Linked DNA regions of Mus musculus: regions 2, 3, 4 and 5 are each linked to region 1. The links are chromatin contacts, called in public HiChIP or PLAC-seq and promoter capture Hi-C maps. All regions are on one chromosome and are shown on one strand. The core of a region is the stretch at or near the end of the contact, and the rest is flanking DNA. Distances in the headings are between cores, read along the strand shown. Region 1 holds the start of Nfkb1 (nuclear factor of kappa light polypeptide gene enhancer in B cells 1, p105). Region 2 holds the start of Lamtor3 (late endosomal/lysosomal adaptor, MAPK and MTOR activator 3). Region 3 holds the start of Dnajb14 (DnaJ heat shock protein family (Hsp40) member B14). Region 4 holds the start of Tet2 (tet methylcytosine dioxygenase 2). Region 5 has its middle 25 kb from the start of Gm31678.

Region 1 (2,586 bases), core at 28-2,527:
TCAGGCTTTGTATTTATATCATCAGGGAAAAGAATCATTTTATATACTATATAGCAATGTGCTAAATAGTAACAAGGACACAGTTCTTGCCCTCTCCCCCTCCCCCTCCCTCTGTCCCCCCCACCCCCACTCTCTCTCACAGAGGTCTGTGTTTGTCACTTTCTGTCACTCAGCGCTTGGCTTTGTTAGTTATCCAATGAGTTCCAGGTCCAACTGTCCGCTGAGGTTACAGATACCCCCACCTGCAGGAATGCTAAAGATCCCAACGACCACTCTGTTGAGTCATTTCCCAGGCCCGTAGGTTACAATTTCTAATGTCCCATAAATAATAACAACCATCGTTGTCTTCCATCTATAGGAAGCCTCTGAACTCTAGATGGCAAAACGGTCTCTACAATTTAATGATATAGCTTTAAGGTTGATTACAGGGCTCTTTAAGGTCACTTAAAGACTCTCTAATATACAGTGTGGGGGGGGGCACCTGTGTTTCCCTCAACAACATCCCACTGAGAGGGTTTTTTATAACTTCATAAGTGGAACGCTGAGCGGAGGGTTAAGTACCAAAATAAAACTGCATGCTCACTACCTGATTGATCCCTGGCCTTTCAAAGTTGTATTTCCACTTGAACTCAGTAGTGAGACCCCCGAACTCTAAAATAGGTTTAAGTCAAAACTCACTTGGGAGCTACCTAGCCCCAGGCTGTCATTCCTGGCCCATGGAGGCACTTTGCCCAAAGAATAAAGACGCTCAAATGCTCGCAAACGGTCATCAGTGGGAGGCCTCTCCAGAAAAATAACCTCCCTTGAGCCGGATAAGGATTTATGAGCTGTGAACCAACACTGCGGGTCTCACTGTCGCTCTAATTCCATCCACAGCGATGATCACACAGGCCGGACAATGCGCTGTGGCTGAAATAATCGAGCGGATTGAAGACTTCATCCAGACCCAATATAAATTCATGGTTCTCTGGAGAGAACCTCAGCTACGATCTCGAAATTCCTGTCCGCTCTATGGAGCGATCTGAGTGTAGCCGAGACCCCCAGAGGAGGGAACAAGCAGATGAGATTGACTTTTGTGCCCAGCGCGTGGGGACCAGGCCGGTCTCCCGTGGCCTCCAGCTGTCCGGGCCTGCCCTTGGGCTGCGGGCGCCTCCCGGGGGCGTCGCGGCCGCCGCGGGGCTTGGGGTTCGGGGCGCCGGGTCGGGGCGCGCGGGCTTCCCCCACCCCCGGAGGCGACCCCACCTCCCGCCCCCGCTGTGCGCGCGCGCGTGGGTCCGTCCGTCTGTCTGCTCTCTCTCGACGTCAGTGGGAATTTCCAGCCAGGAAGTGAGAGAGTGAGCGAGAGAGGACGAGAGAGAAGTACCGAGGCGAGCCGGGCAGGAAGAGGAGGTTTCGCCACCCGAGCAGCCCGGCTGCGCGCTGACGGCTTCCCGTGCCCTGCGCGCCCCCGGCCTGCCGCCGCCGCCGCCGCCGCCGCCGCCCTCGGCCTGCTCGCGGGCCGGCTCTAGCAGCGCAGGCCGGAGCTCAGGGCCCCGCCGCGCCCGGCCCGCCCCGCGCTTCTCCGCCCGCGCCGCAGCCATGGCGCGCCGCTGAGCCGCCCGCCCGCCCGCCCGCGCCCCGACCCGGCTCGGGCTCCCGCCGGTCCGCGCCGCTCCGCAGCGGGAGCCCGCAGGCGAGGAGAGGCCGCGCCGCATCTCCAGGGTAAGCCCCGGGGCAGGTAGAGGAACGGAGCCGCCAGCTCTCCGCACCACGGTGCAGCGGGTCCCACTGGCTCGAAGCTCCCGGGGTTCGGGGGGGGACTAGGGGAGAGCCCCAAGCAGGAGTCGCGGATCGAGCGGCCCCGGCTGCGGGGAAAGGGCACATCCGCACTGGGCGGCCCCGAGGCCTTGCGGGCCGGCTGGCGGGGCCCTCGGCGTCTCCGCGGGCGGGAACGGGAAGCGGAGAGGAACTCTTGCAAAGTTTTAGAAAGATGTACCCAAGCCCCTGCGGCGGGGTTGGGGTGGGGTGGTGGCGGCCAGGCTGAGGTCCGCCACCGGCCTAGGACAGATAGAAAGGTGCTTGGTGCAGTGCACAGCCAGATTTCACCAAAGGGCGGTCAGTGAAATGAAAGCAGAAGTGCCTGTCAGTCCTCCTGGCTGGCAAAGCCCTTCCCAGCTCCTAAGAATCAGTCCCTCGGGAGAACCTGGGGCCCACTTACCAATCTGAGATAGACACCCCCCCCTCCCCATACACACACATATCATGCATTCAGCTGCCAAATCTCAACTTTGATTTTCAAAATAATAAGGAGGGCCTCACACCGATTCTCCAGGGCTGGCATTTGAGAGAGAAATTACCTACTAATAGCACCTTTCAGACTTTTGATTACGGGGAAACTCTAGGATAATGGCACCATGTTTTGTGCCTGACCTCCAAAACAGAAAACGATACAAACATGACGCCTCTGCTACATGTAGGCTTCCTTCGGTCTTCTGAGACAGACACCAATCTTGGCTCTGTTTATGGGTCGAGTCTAAAACTTAAGTGGGACAAATGATAAAAAGATTTCATCATCTAGATTTAATCTGTTTTGTTTTTTTAATGAAC
Region 2 (2,586 bases), core at 34-2,533, 2.2 Mb before region 1:
CACTTGTCACTGGCATTTCATCTCTGACGTGTATAACTTGGGAGAAGTTAGTTAACCTTTTTCTAGGCCTCAGTTTCATTATATGCTTCGTTACATGTCTACAGGGATAATCACAGACCCTACAACCTAAGAACGCTGTCAAAGGTTAGTAAGGGCTATGTCAGTGTACTTGGAATTGGGACACACAAATACAGATTTGCTGTAAAATGAGGTCACGTGCTTCCTAATATTTTACATCCGGATGCTACCGTATTCACTTGAGAATCCTCTATAAATCTCTTCCCATGTCCGGGCATCCAGATTGCCCATGAATTTTTTTTTTTAAATGATCCTAATTCCGATAAACTATTCTAACATTCAGCTTCTTGGCAAAGATACTGACAATTATGACCTCCACTCTAAATGTGTGCTGTTTTGAACCTCTATCTCCCAAACTGAATGAGTGTCCTTTCCCACGTTACCACCACAAACTTACTTTTGCTCTCGTCTTAAACAGACACATAGAAACGGAACATAGCTTGTTAAGGGGGCACGCGTTAGCCATCCTTTTAGACTCCCAACACTGCCTACTGAGACACCAAGAGCATTATTTACTGGGAGAGGATTCAGAGCACTGTCCTATGAACAGGTACTGACTGGAAGGGCGGCCAGTCATCCTTCAGAATTTCCAGTGCCACCCACACAGAGTTCTTGTATGCTCCAATAGGATTAGGAGGTGGAAGAATATATAGTTCTCTGAGGCTAAAGCACCTTAGTGGCCCATCACAACCGGTCCTGACAGAAGCTCAGGCCCCTGCAAGTCCTTACTACAAATCCAGGAAGAGAGGCGAGGCTGAAACACATTTCTACCTTTCTCCTCTCAGAAGCCGTATGCAAACCTCCCACCTCCCCTTTTTCTTGGGAAGGGGTGTCAACTTACATCCGCCATGATGAACCCCTTTTCCTCGCAGAATCGATCTCCACTCCTGGAAGGAAAACTTCCGTGACTTCCCCCGCACCCGAGGCTTAGTCACCCTCTCCAGACCCAGACAGCATCACGAGATCCACCCTCTCCAGGGCCAAGCGAGAGCCCTGGATCTCCGTCAAGGGAGTGGGGAGGTTCCCGGGGACCCTGCCCGGTGGCCAGCCCACCTCTCCCCACCCACTCTGTCCCCGAGCTGAGAGGAGCGGCGACCTCTGCAGACGCACGCGCGCTCCAGCCTGGGAAGACCTGCCCCGGTGTTCCCGCAGTTCAGTCGCCTCTCTGAAGCCGCCTGTCAAGTCGCTGTCACATTACTCGTGACCTCCGCGGGATCCAGGAAGCACTTGCTGCACCCTCCAGTACCGGGACTCGGAACTTCCGGGGAGACCCGGGCGGAAATTGCGCGCGCGGCCGCCCCGCCCCCTGGAGGCTTTTTTTTTTTTTCCTGCGCCTGCGCGCTGCGCCACGAGCAGCTGGGTTGGCATCTGCGGTCCTTGCACCTTAATTTCCATCCAACTCACCTACAACGGAAGATGATCCTGTGCGGAGTATGTGTACACCTTTCCCAGACCCATTATGTAAATCTTTATGAATGAAGACGTTTGAGGAGAACAAACTGAGCAGCCTACTTATTAGAAGTCCCAGGTCCTTGGATAACCTAATTTACAAGCCAGTTTCCTAACGGTGCTGCTACCACATGTTCTCTTGGGTTTTTACCTAGAAGTGCAGGAGCCATGGGCCTATGGGCTCGTTTGCTAAGTCCGTTTTGAACACGCATGCACTGGGCTGCCTGCTTTGGCTCTTGGGCCTGCATTTGTTGTATCTTCTTAAAATAAAATAAAAACTGCCTATATTTTTTGTTGGTGTTTGTACATTCAAGAAAGCCCACTGTAAGGGCAAGGCAAGAAAGCTTAGCAAAAGGGAGGCTTCTCCATTTGCTTTGGCCCGGTGTTTCTCATTACTGACGCGTTGATAACTCTTTTGTGGTAGAGGGCAGCCATGTAATCCGCTTAGGAGACTCTGGTAGAAACCCTGAGGACAAACGAAAATCACCTGGGATCTAAATACTCCCCAGTGGCTGCCTGAGCTGGGGGGAGTGGGGGGAGGGCGGGGAGGGGGAATGGAAGCTGATGGCTTTTGCTGCAGATGTTAACAGTCGTGTACCGTTAAAGAAAACGGTAAGCTCTCTAGGAGCACCTACTTTGGAATTCTTTTACTAAATCGCCACTCAAGTTTCTTTTCATTTCCACAAAGTTTTAATACTTTTATTCTTTGAGAATTTCATACAATGCATTTTGATCATATTTACCCCTGACTCTTCTGCTCTAACTCCCCTTAGGTTCACCCCCATGTCTGTACCCTTCAAACTGTGTCCTCCCCCCCCGCCCCCATAACCTATCAAGTCCAGTTTGGGCTGATCATCTCCGGGGCCTGTGGGACTAGCCAATGGAGCATGGCCAACCTACCAGAGATCACCCTTAAAGAACACTGACACCTCTCTCAGAAGCCATCAATTGCCCATAGCACTTCAGTGTAGGTAGGCTCACCAACCATCCCCACTGCATGCTAGAATGTTGGCTGGCTTGATCTCCGGCAGGCCCGCTCAGCTGTGTGAGCCAGCGTGT
Region 3 (2,586 bases), core at 26-2,525, 2.2 Mb before region 1:
TCACTATCTTTTCCTGCCCTGTCCCAATGCTAACAAAAAGGTAAAGTGAAAATCAGCAGAGATAAAAGGCTTCAACGATGTAAAAAGAATTAAGAAAACAATAAATTAAAACAGGGGGCTGCTTATCAAGTTTCCTCTTAATCCTCTTAACCTGGAAATTCTTTCAACAACAGTTAAATGTCATCCTATGGGCATGGGAAAAAAAAAAAAAGACAAAACCAAAAAACGGTAGTAAAGGCCTTGTAGAGATTAAAACTCAGTGCCTATTATGACTTTGCCCATTCCTATACGACCTTGGGCAAGGTATTTTCATTCATTTCATTCATTCATTCATTCATTTGGCAAAAGTTTCTGCACATGGTCAAATAACACGGTACTTTTCTGAGGAATAAGAGGGGCATATAAAATACTAGGCACAACTCGTGGCGCTTTGTGAGTGTTGTGTTGACTGTAGAGTTAGACAATGAATAAGGTGAATTAAAGTAGGGTAAGTCCATAGCCTACTCTTTAGCGATGTACCGAACTTGCGGGTACTTACGGTGCCATATCAAACCAGACACTATTTAGGAATCATCAATAACTTCACCATCCCTTTCGAAAGTGGAGCTGTCTTGTAAGGGCTCTCTCCTCCCTGGGAAAAGCAGTGTCATCTAAGGTATTCGAAGATACTTGCTTAAGGAACGGACAAATTACAGAACCCGGGGATGGTGAAGCCCGAGAAGCCGCTGGAGTCCCCGCTCCTGTCACTTCACAGGGGCCTAGGCTGATCTGGGGAGGGGACCCGTCACCCAGCACCCCACAGCGCCCCGCCTGTGTCCCTGAGTGCTGGAGCGGCCGCGGCCGGCGGGGCGCAGGGCGCGGGGGCCGGGGTCACGGCGGGGGCCGGGGCTCACCGCGCGCGGCCGGCAGCGGGTACAGCTTCTCGGCCTTCTGGAGGAAGCGCTGGGCCTTGTCGCGGTTGCCGGCGCTCAGGGCCTCGCGAGCGATCTGCACGCATTTCTCCGCCTCGTCGCGGTTGCCCTCCATGGCTCGCGCCTGCCTCGGTGTCCGCGGCCGCGCAGCTGCGAGGGGGGCCCGCCGCGGAGGAGGCGAGGCGGCCGGGCGGGGCACGGCGCGGCACGGCGCGGGGAGGAGCGGGCACCGCGGCGGCGGCCCGGCGACGGGCGGCCTCGCAGCTCCGCCTCCTCACGGCCGCCTCCCCGCCCCCCGCGGCCGCAGCGGCGCCAGCCGCGTCCCTCCCGGGCCTGGCGGACCGTAAAGCCGACGCGGTAACCCGGGAGGAGGGCGGGGAGGCCGTGGGTTGGCGGAGCGCGGACGCCCCGGCCCCTAGGCTCCGGTGTGGCCCGGAGCCCGCCTTCCGCGCCACCGGGGTGGGGACAGGGACCCTCACGACCAGATCCACAAGGATCAGAGGCCAGGCCTCCTGGCCCTTAGGTCTTGGGAAGCCCTGGGCCTCCGTTAGGGAGTGATTGCCGCATGGATTCGTCCTACAGGCGCTTCCTGCTTTGGATCGGAAGCCCTGGAACCCCCAACCCCCGCAGTTCCCCAGCCCTTCTCAGCGGCACATCTGACCCACCTGCCACCTGGCAGGTACAATGCAGCTCTTTGGGTTAAAGCAGCTGTAAGGCAGGAAGTTCTTTCATCCACATAGGCTGCTTAAGCACCTCCTATTCTGTTTGATTTGCTCCAGGAATTAGGATACATGTCTTAAGGCTCAGGGAGGGGAAAGGGGTCAATGTATAATAATGGAACATGCTTGGCATGAATCAAGATGTGACTAGCATTTCACACCTGTGTCTGGTCACTAAAAGCAAATTATATCCGAAGTTCATTCGGTGGAGGTACTTTCGTTGTACCCTGAGGGTCTCTGTACTTGTGTCCCACCTTAGGATACAGGCCCTTTCACATTAGTTAACTGTCAATTGGGGGGGGGGGGGACGCCAAAAGCAGTTACCTCCAGCTTCTTCCCAAGTTTTAAGACCCTAAGAGGTCATATGATACAAAGAAACAACAAAAGTACCACGGGGTTATGACTACAGATGCACTGTTTAATTAGTAAGCAGAGAATGTACTTGTTGCTGAGTGAGATCTAAGGTAAGTCCCGATTATTAAGCAAGTTTAAAGCTAGTTTGGGATATGACCTTTATTGAGCTTATCCACCAGAGTGGAAACAATGTCTGTACAAAACCAAATGCTTGTTACTATAACTTCTGCATCACAATTAAAATCCAAACAGTTTTTTAAAAACAGTCAACTCAATCAAAACCCACTACTTCAGAATCAATAGCTTCTTTGAAGCCACAGTAACACTTAAATATGGTTAAGACTCGAATGCAGAAATTTGGTTGGTTGGAAGGCTAATTAAGCCTCCAACTTGCTCAAATAGAATTACAAAAAGGCAAAATTGTGTTTTTCACAGAGATACAGTCCACTGGAATCACCAACACTGGACAGCTGTTAGGAATATTTAGAGTCCTGAGATAATAAGGAATCCAGGCATCCTTAAACAGTCTTCTGTTGTCCTTTCTTCCCGATCAGCGATTTGTGGATGTGTGGGATGACACCTAGGAGAGGGACACAGATTAA
Region 4 (2,586 bases), core at 48-2,547, 2.1 Mb after region 1:
GAGAGAGAGAGAGAGAGAGAGTTAGAGAGAGAGTTAGTTGGTTCCAGGCCTCATTTCTAAAGAACACCCACCCACACACACACACAAAGAAAGGGTGCATTACAGACAATATAATAGTGTTAAAGTAGACTTAAGGTTGCTGTGAACGCAACCGATCCCACAGAAGAGGTTCCCAGATTACCTATTAAAACGTAACATTCAGTGACTGAAAACTTGAAGACAGGAGGAGGGTGGGTGGATGTGTGAGCACAAATTTCCTAAACTACTGTCTCATGATTCCTATGAATTTGCCTCGATCTCATCTTCAAAAGTTAATAATTACCAAAAGGAACATTTAAAATGTAAGTTTAAAAAACGGAAGTGCCAGCAGAAGAGCTGGTGCGCACAAGCCTTGAACTTCAGGGAAAACTGAGCGCTCTCTGCTTGTTCGGAATTCAGCTTCCCACAAGGCGGTTTCTTCATTACTTTACCGTACGGAGTGGAAATTTGTGCAAAATAGAGGAACTTACGGGGGCGCCTTGAACATTAGAAACTGCTGGCTTAATTCTTTCGAGTGACAAGCAGGGGCTCGGTGACACCGCTCCTCTGGGCTCTGCGAGACAGCACCCCCTGCGCGGCCCACGTGGCCAAAGTAAACAGAAGGTGGGCCTGGGCGGGGAGAGCCCCGGCGCCGCCGGATTGCTGCAGAGTGGAGACTTTAGCGCCCAGGCCCCTCTAGCTCTCCCGGCACGGCCTTTGGGGAAATGGGGAGCGGCTTGGCTGGGCGACAGGGAAGGGGGTGGCAGGGTGTGGGGGCGAGTGGGGAGACGACTGGTGAGGTGCTGGCAGCGGGAGCGCGGGGAGCCAGGGGCCCCTGGAGCGCGCAGGAGGGCGCAGAGTTTCCAAGTGCCTACGCGGCCCCCGCGGGAGACAGAGGCGCGGAGGCCGCCCACGCGTGGGTGTGCGGCCGGCGGCACCCGGGGCTCAGGAAAGGCCGGGGAGGAGCCGAGCAGAGGAGGTCCCCTAGCCCCCCGCGAGGGAGTGAGCGCGCAGCCGGGACTCGCCGCGCCCCCGCGAGGGAGCGAGCGCACGGCCCCGGGTCCCGCCGCGTCCCCGCGAGGGAGCGAACGCACGGCCCCGGGTCCCGCCGCGCCTCCGCGAGGGAGCGAGCACACGGCCCCGGGTCCCGCCGCGTCCCCGCGAGGGAGCGAGCGCACGGCCCCGGGTCCCGCCGCGCCTCCGCGAGGGAGCGAGCGCACGGCCCGCTCCCGCGCTCGCGCCCGCTCCGCTCGCATGCCAGTCACGTCCGCCCCCTCGGCGGCCGCCTGAGAGCCGGCCCCGCCGAGCCTAGAGAACAGACGTCAAACTGCCTTATGAATATTGATGCGGAGGCGAGGCTGCTTTCGTAGAGGAGCAGAAGGAAGCAAGATGGCTGCCCTGTAGGATTTGTTAGAAAGGAGACCCGGCTGCGACGGCGGTGGACTGCGAGGCTGAGGGACCAGAACCAGGTCAGAGCGCTGAGGTCCGCGCCTGTCTCTCTCTCTCTCTCTTTCTTTCCTCGCTCTTGACGGCTGCGGAATGGTCCCTTTCCAATCTCCCTCTCTTTCTCTCGGCCTTGCGGGGACTGTCATGTCACCCACAAATACTAAGAGGGAAGAGGGAAGCCTCACAAATTACAGGAGCTTCTTCAACATGGCTGACAAATATAGTTTTAATTCAGCACCCCCTTCTCCTGCGACCTGCACTTCTGTGGTCCCTTCTTCCTGCTAATGCGTGTCTCCCCTCTGTACCCAGAAAACTTACCTTTGTACCTCCCACCAGCCGCTCTTCTGGCCTTTTAGTCTCAGGAAAGTGAGTGTTTTCTTGGGGCTGCCTTCCTGAAAGAGTTCATCTTTGGGGACCACCACTTTCTCTTTTGATCCTCCTCTCCCCTGTTCTTAGTATAAGTCCAGGGAGCCCCTAGTTCATCCTCAGACACCCCGGAAAGAACACTGACCCGGTGTGTTTGACTCTTTTATCTCCAGTAGTGCTTGTTTGGGTCCTGTTCTGGGTTTGTGTCTCTGGCTTCCAACACGTTTGTCCCCTCGTGGACTACACTAGACAGATGTCACAGTGTGTAGATTCAGGATCCACTACGTGGAGGGCTTTTTTTTTTTTTTCCATTCTTTCTTTTTTTCTCTTGAGTCCTCGCGTTTTGTTATTGGCGCTAAGTGAGAGGGGAAAGAATAGTTTCTCTGCTCCCTGAAACAAGACCAGAACCCACTTTTCTCAAGGTTCACAAGCTCAGAGTGGGCTGTGCCTTCCAGTTTGGGAAATGTGTGTAAGAGAATCTGTGCAAATCTGTGTGTTGGCTTTGTGCTGCCCCCGAATCAGCTCGTTCTGTTCCCCTTAAGTGACAGGCACACACAAAGGCAGGCGCAGGCCGGGGGAGGGGGCGGGCGAAGCGTTTGGAGTTGGAGAAGGCAAGGTCAGGGGCGCCCGAAGAAATGAAACCCAATCCCAGAGAAGATCTCTAACAAGTCCCATCCCAAATTTCCTTCACTCTGGCACTCACTCTTTTATTTGGTCGTTCACAAACACCCCTCCTCACTCTTCACTCAGAGCTTG
Region 5 (2,586 bases), core at 27-2,526, 2.1 Mb before region 1:
AAAGGGTTCATTTCAAGCCTCTAGATTACAGTCCTTCATCAAGAGATGCCAAAGGAAGAACTCAGGCAGGAGCCTGGAGGCAGGAGCTGAAGCAGAGACCCTGGAGGAACGGTGTTAGTTGGGTTGCTCAGCCTCCTTTCTTACCCAGCTCAGGCCCAGTAGCCTAAGGACAACACTTCCAATAGTGGTCTGGGCCTCCTGCGTCAACAAGCATCAAAGAATATACCTCCCCAACTTGGCCACCATCCAGTGTGAGCTTGGGCAATTCATTAGCTGAGGTTCCCTCTTCCCAGTTGACTATGGATTTGTGTCAAGTTGGCATCCAAAGCTGACAGCGACAGGGATCATTTGCACGTTTGTTACAAGAGAAGAATCTGTGAATGTGCAGAGAGCAGAAACCACGAGGAGGAGGCGTGAGGGTCTCTCCTCAGGCTCTTGGCATTGCTGGGGACATTAGAGAATGCGGTCTGCGTGGCTTTGAAGAAAATACCAACCAAACAAAACCAATAATGATTGTTGATCAAGAAGGCAGATGAGGGGCTGGTGAGATGGCTCAGTGGGTAAGAGCACCCGACTGCTCTTCTGAAGGTCCAGAGTTCAAATCCCAGCAACCACATGGTGGCTCACAACCATCTGTAACAAGATCTGACGCCCTCTTCTGGAGTGTCTGAAGACAGCTACAGTGTATATATAATAAATAAATCTTAAAAAAAAAAAAAAAGGCAGGTGAGAAAGGCCACAGATCCTTAAGGCTTGGGCTATGGTAATGGCTTACAACTGTAAACTCATTAAATTACGTAGACTAAGGAGGCGCAGCTCTCTGTGTGTCAATCATAGTTCAGTAAGGTGGTTTGTAAAGCCAGAATTTCCTTGAAAGCATCTGGGCTGTGGTTCCCACCTGCCTCTCCTTTTATGGGCTCTTTTCCCACCTCTGGAGTTGTTAAAATTCGTAAGATTTTTGTTAGTGTTTAAAGCTGTCTTGTGGCAAATTTCAGGGAGACACCCTGGCCTCTGCTAGTGCTTCGACAAAGCAGTGTAATGGGGATTTTATAATCTGCAAGGTTTCAGTGTAAGCAGAGCATCGAGATCAGTGATTGTCGCCATGATTTATAACCTTCTCTAAACATCGCCCCCTCCCCCAGCTGCCTCCTCCTCGAGGGCCCAAATGTATTCTTCCTTCCTGGAGGCCTGTGTGTTTAGAGGATCTGCTAACTCACTGCCTTGCTTGTGTCTTGACACGCGCAGTCCCTGCTGTCTAGGGTGCCTTTTTATCGCTCACCCTTCCGGGTTTGGAGCAGATCTCCCCCGCCTCCCCCCTGATTTCTAACTCCTCTGTCTAGTGTCTGTGATGGACATTCATGGATTTGTTCTCTAATCTCTCCGGCTTTTGTCGTCAGTAGCAGGGGCTGTCAGACAGTGCCTCTGCTGTAGCCTGTTTTCTGTTGCTATAACAGAACTCCAGAGACCCATTTATAAAGCTAAGAGGTTTACTTTTGACTCTTGTGGCTCTGGGAGGCTGCAAAGCTTGTGAGCGGGCAGCCATGTCTGGTGAGAGCCGAGCCGTGCGTTATTTTTATCACAGCCTCTCTCTCTCTCTAACTAATCCAATCCTGTGAGAATGAGAACTCACTTTTAGGAGAAGAAAAGTAGCAATCCGGTTAAATGACCTCCCCTTAATACTGCTGCTTTGTGGCCTGAGTCTTCACTCATGAATTTTGGTGGACACAACCTGCCTTCAAGCTACTGCAGAGCCCAAAGCCTGCTTGTTAGATCTGAGCCTCTGGCCTTCAGACCAGAGAAGTGCTTCCAACTAGCAATAACTGAGACGTGCAGCACATAAAGCCTCCAGGATTTGCTGCTTGGCCCTCTAGAGAAAGGGAGAAAGGGTTTTTGTTTGTTTGTTTTGTTTTGTTTTGTTTTGTTTGCCAGCTTTTAGTCCATAACAAATCTCTCTTCTCATCCACTGAAAACTTAAGACTCAGGGCTGGGGATGGCTCACTAGTCTTTTCCTAGCATACAAGAGGCTCTGGGTTTGATAGCTGTTCTAGTTTGCTTTCTATTGCTGTGATAAAATGCTGACTAAACAGGGTACATTTCAGCTTACAGGACTGTAGTCCAGTGCTGAGGTGAGAATTGACCCCGGGATCAATGAGGAGCGCTGCTCCCTGCCTTGCTCCCATGGCCTGCTCAGCTTGCTTGCTTATACAACCTCTCGGGCCCACTTGCCTAAGGGTAGCTGGCACCTCTCGCAGTACTGTCCCATTGAGAGACAGAATCTTTTAAGTTCAGACTCCATTTTAGGGAACTTAAACTCAGGTAACTAACAGGCCAGTACTATAAACATTGGTTTCCAAGTTACCTCCACAACAAGACCAGCATCTCCAGGTTAATCTCTCCCAACAAAACTGGAACCTAGCTCCAGCTTCTAGGCTAAGTCCAGCAAATCCAGCATTTCCAAGTTAATTGCCAACAAGCCTGCCCTCTGCTTAAGGACCACCAATGCAGAGGGAAGCAGAAATTAAGTTTATGATTTGATTCCCAGCACCAGCCAAAGTCCTTCTGCAAGTGAGCAAGGTGGCACAGGTC

What was found. Promoter capture Hi-C pulls out the DNA fragments that hold promoters and counts their contacts. HiChIP or PLAC-seq counts read pairs in DNA pulled down with a chosen protein or histone mark. Capture Hi-C pulls out chosen DNA fragments and counts their contacts.
Region 2: a contact with region 1 is called in a promoter capture Hi-C map of liver, with 4 times the contacts expected there. The contact joins the promoter of Lamtor3 here to the promoter of Nfkb1 in region 1. A contact is called at or near these places in 5 of 39 promoter capture datasets (the C10 cell line, frontonasal cranial neural crest, hippocampal neurons and 2 more), 3 of 115 datasets of contacts at active chromatin or transcription factors (astrocytes, embryonic forebrain and thymic regulatory T cells) and 2 of 9 other capture datasets (adipose tissue and liver).
Region 3: a contact with region 1 is called in a promoter capture Hi-C map of adipose tissue, with 5 times the contacts expected there. The contact joins the promoter of Dnajb14 here to the promoter of Nfkb1 in region 1. A contact is called at or near these places in 13 of 39 promoter capture datasets (the 3T3-L1 cell line, 3T3-L1-derived adipocytes, the C10 cell line and 8 more), 3 of 484 Hi-C or Micro-C datasets (B cells, CD4 T cells and CD8 T cells), 13 of 115 datasets of contacts at active chromatin or transcription factors (astrocytes, bone marrow-derived dendritic cells, cardiomyocytes and 9 more) and 1 of 9 other capture datasets (adipose tissue).
Region 4: a contact with region 1 is called in a promoter capture Hi-C map of adipose tissue, with 4 times the contacts expected there. The contact joins the promoter of Tet2 here to the promoter of Nfkb1 in region 1. A contact is called at or near these places in 5 of 39 promoter capture datasets (cranial neural crest, hippocampal neurons, liver and 1 more), 2 of 115 datasets of contacts at active chromatin or transcription factors (astrocytes and microglia) and 2 of 9 other capture datasets (adipose tissue and liver).
Region 5: an H3K27ac HiChIP or PLAC-seq map of embryonic stem cells shows a contact between it and region 1, with 6 times the contacts expected there. The contact joins the enhancer-like site here to the promoter of Nfkb1 in region 1. A contact is called at or near these places in 1 of 39 promoter capture datasets (liver) and 4 of 115 datasets of contacts at active chromatin or transcription factors (SST interneurons, bone marrow-derived dendritic cells, embryonic forebrain and 1 more).

Annotation. Positions count from the first base shown.
Region 1 is chr3:135,690,238-135,692,823 of GRCm38.p6, reverse strand. It overlaps Nfkb1 (nuclear factor of kappa light polypeptide gene enhancer in B cells 1, p105), which reads left to right and starts at 1,277. Exons shown (of 25, transcript NM_008689.2): 1 at 1,277-1,701.
Region 2 is chr3:137,917,252-137,919,837 of GRCm38.p6, reverse strand. Lamtor3 (late endosomal/lysosomal adaptor, MAPK and MTOR activator 3) reads right to left here and starts at 1,283. Exons shown (of 7, transcript NM_019920.2): 1 at 1,175-1,283; 2 at 920-965. The coding sequence starts at 928.
Region 3 is chr3:137,866,364-137,868,949 of GRCm38.p6, reverse strand. Dnajb14 (DnaJ heat shock protein family (Hsp40) member B14) reads right to left here and starts at 1,275. Exons shown (of 8, transcript NM_001033155.1): 1 at 894-1,275. The coding sequence starts at 1,026. It overlaps H2az1 (H2A.Z variant histone 1), which reads right to left. Exons shown (of 5, transcript NM_016750.3): 5 at 2,028-2,564. The coding sequence ends at 2,503.
Region 4 is chr3:133,543,101-133,545,686 of GRCm38.p6, reverse strand. It overlaps Tet2 (tet methylcytosine dioxygenase 2), which reads left to right and starts at 1,297. Exons shown (of 11, transcript NM_001040400.2): 1 at 1,297-1,487.
Region 5 is chr3:137,826,556-137,829,141 of GRCm38.p6, reverse strand. No RefSeq gene overlaps it. Among named protein-coding and RNA genes, the nearest start is that of Gm31678, 25 kb to the right of the region's middle. Within about 2 kb of position 1,276, at least 32 of the 459 cell types and tissues checked have an H3K27ac peak or open chromatin away from gene starts, as enhancers often do. A contact at or near this core is called in embryonic stem cells, where this site is marked.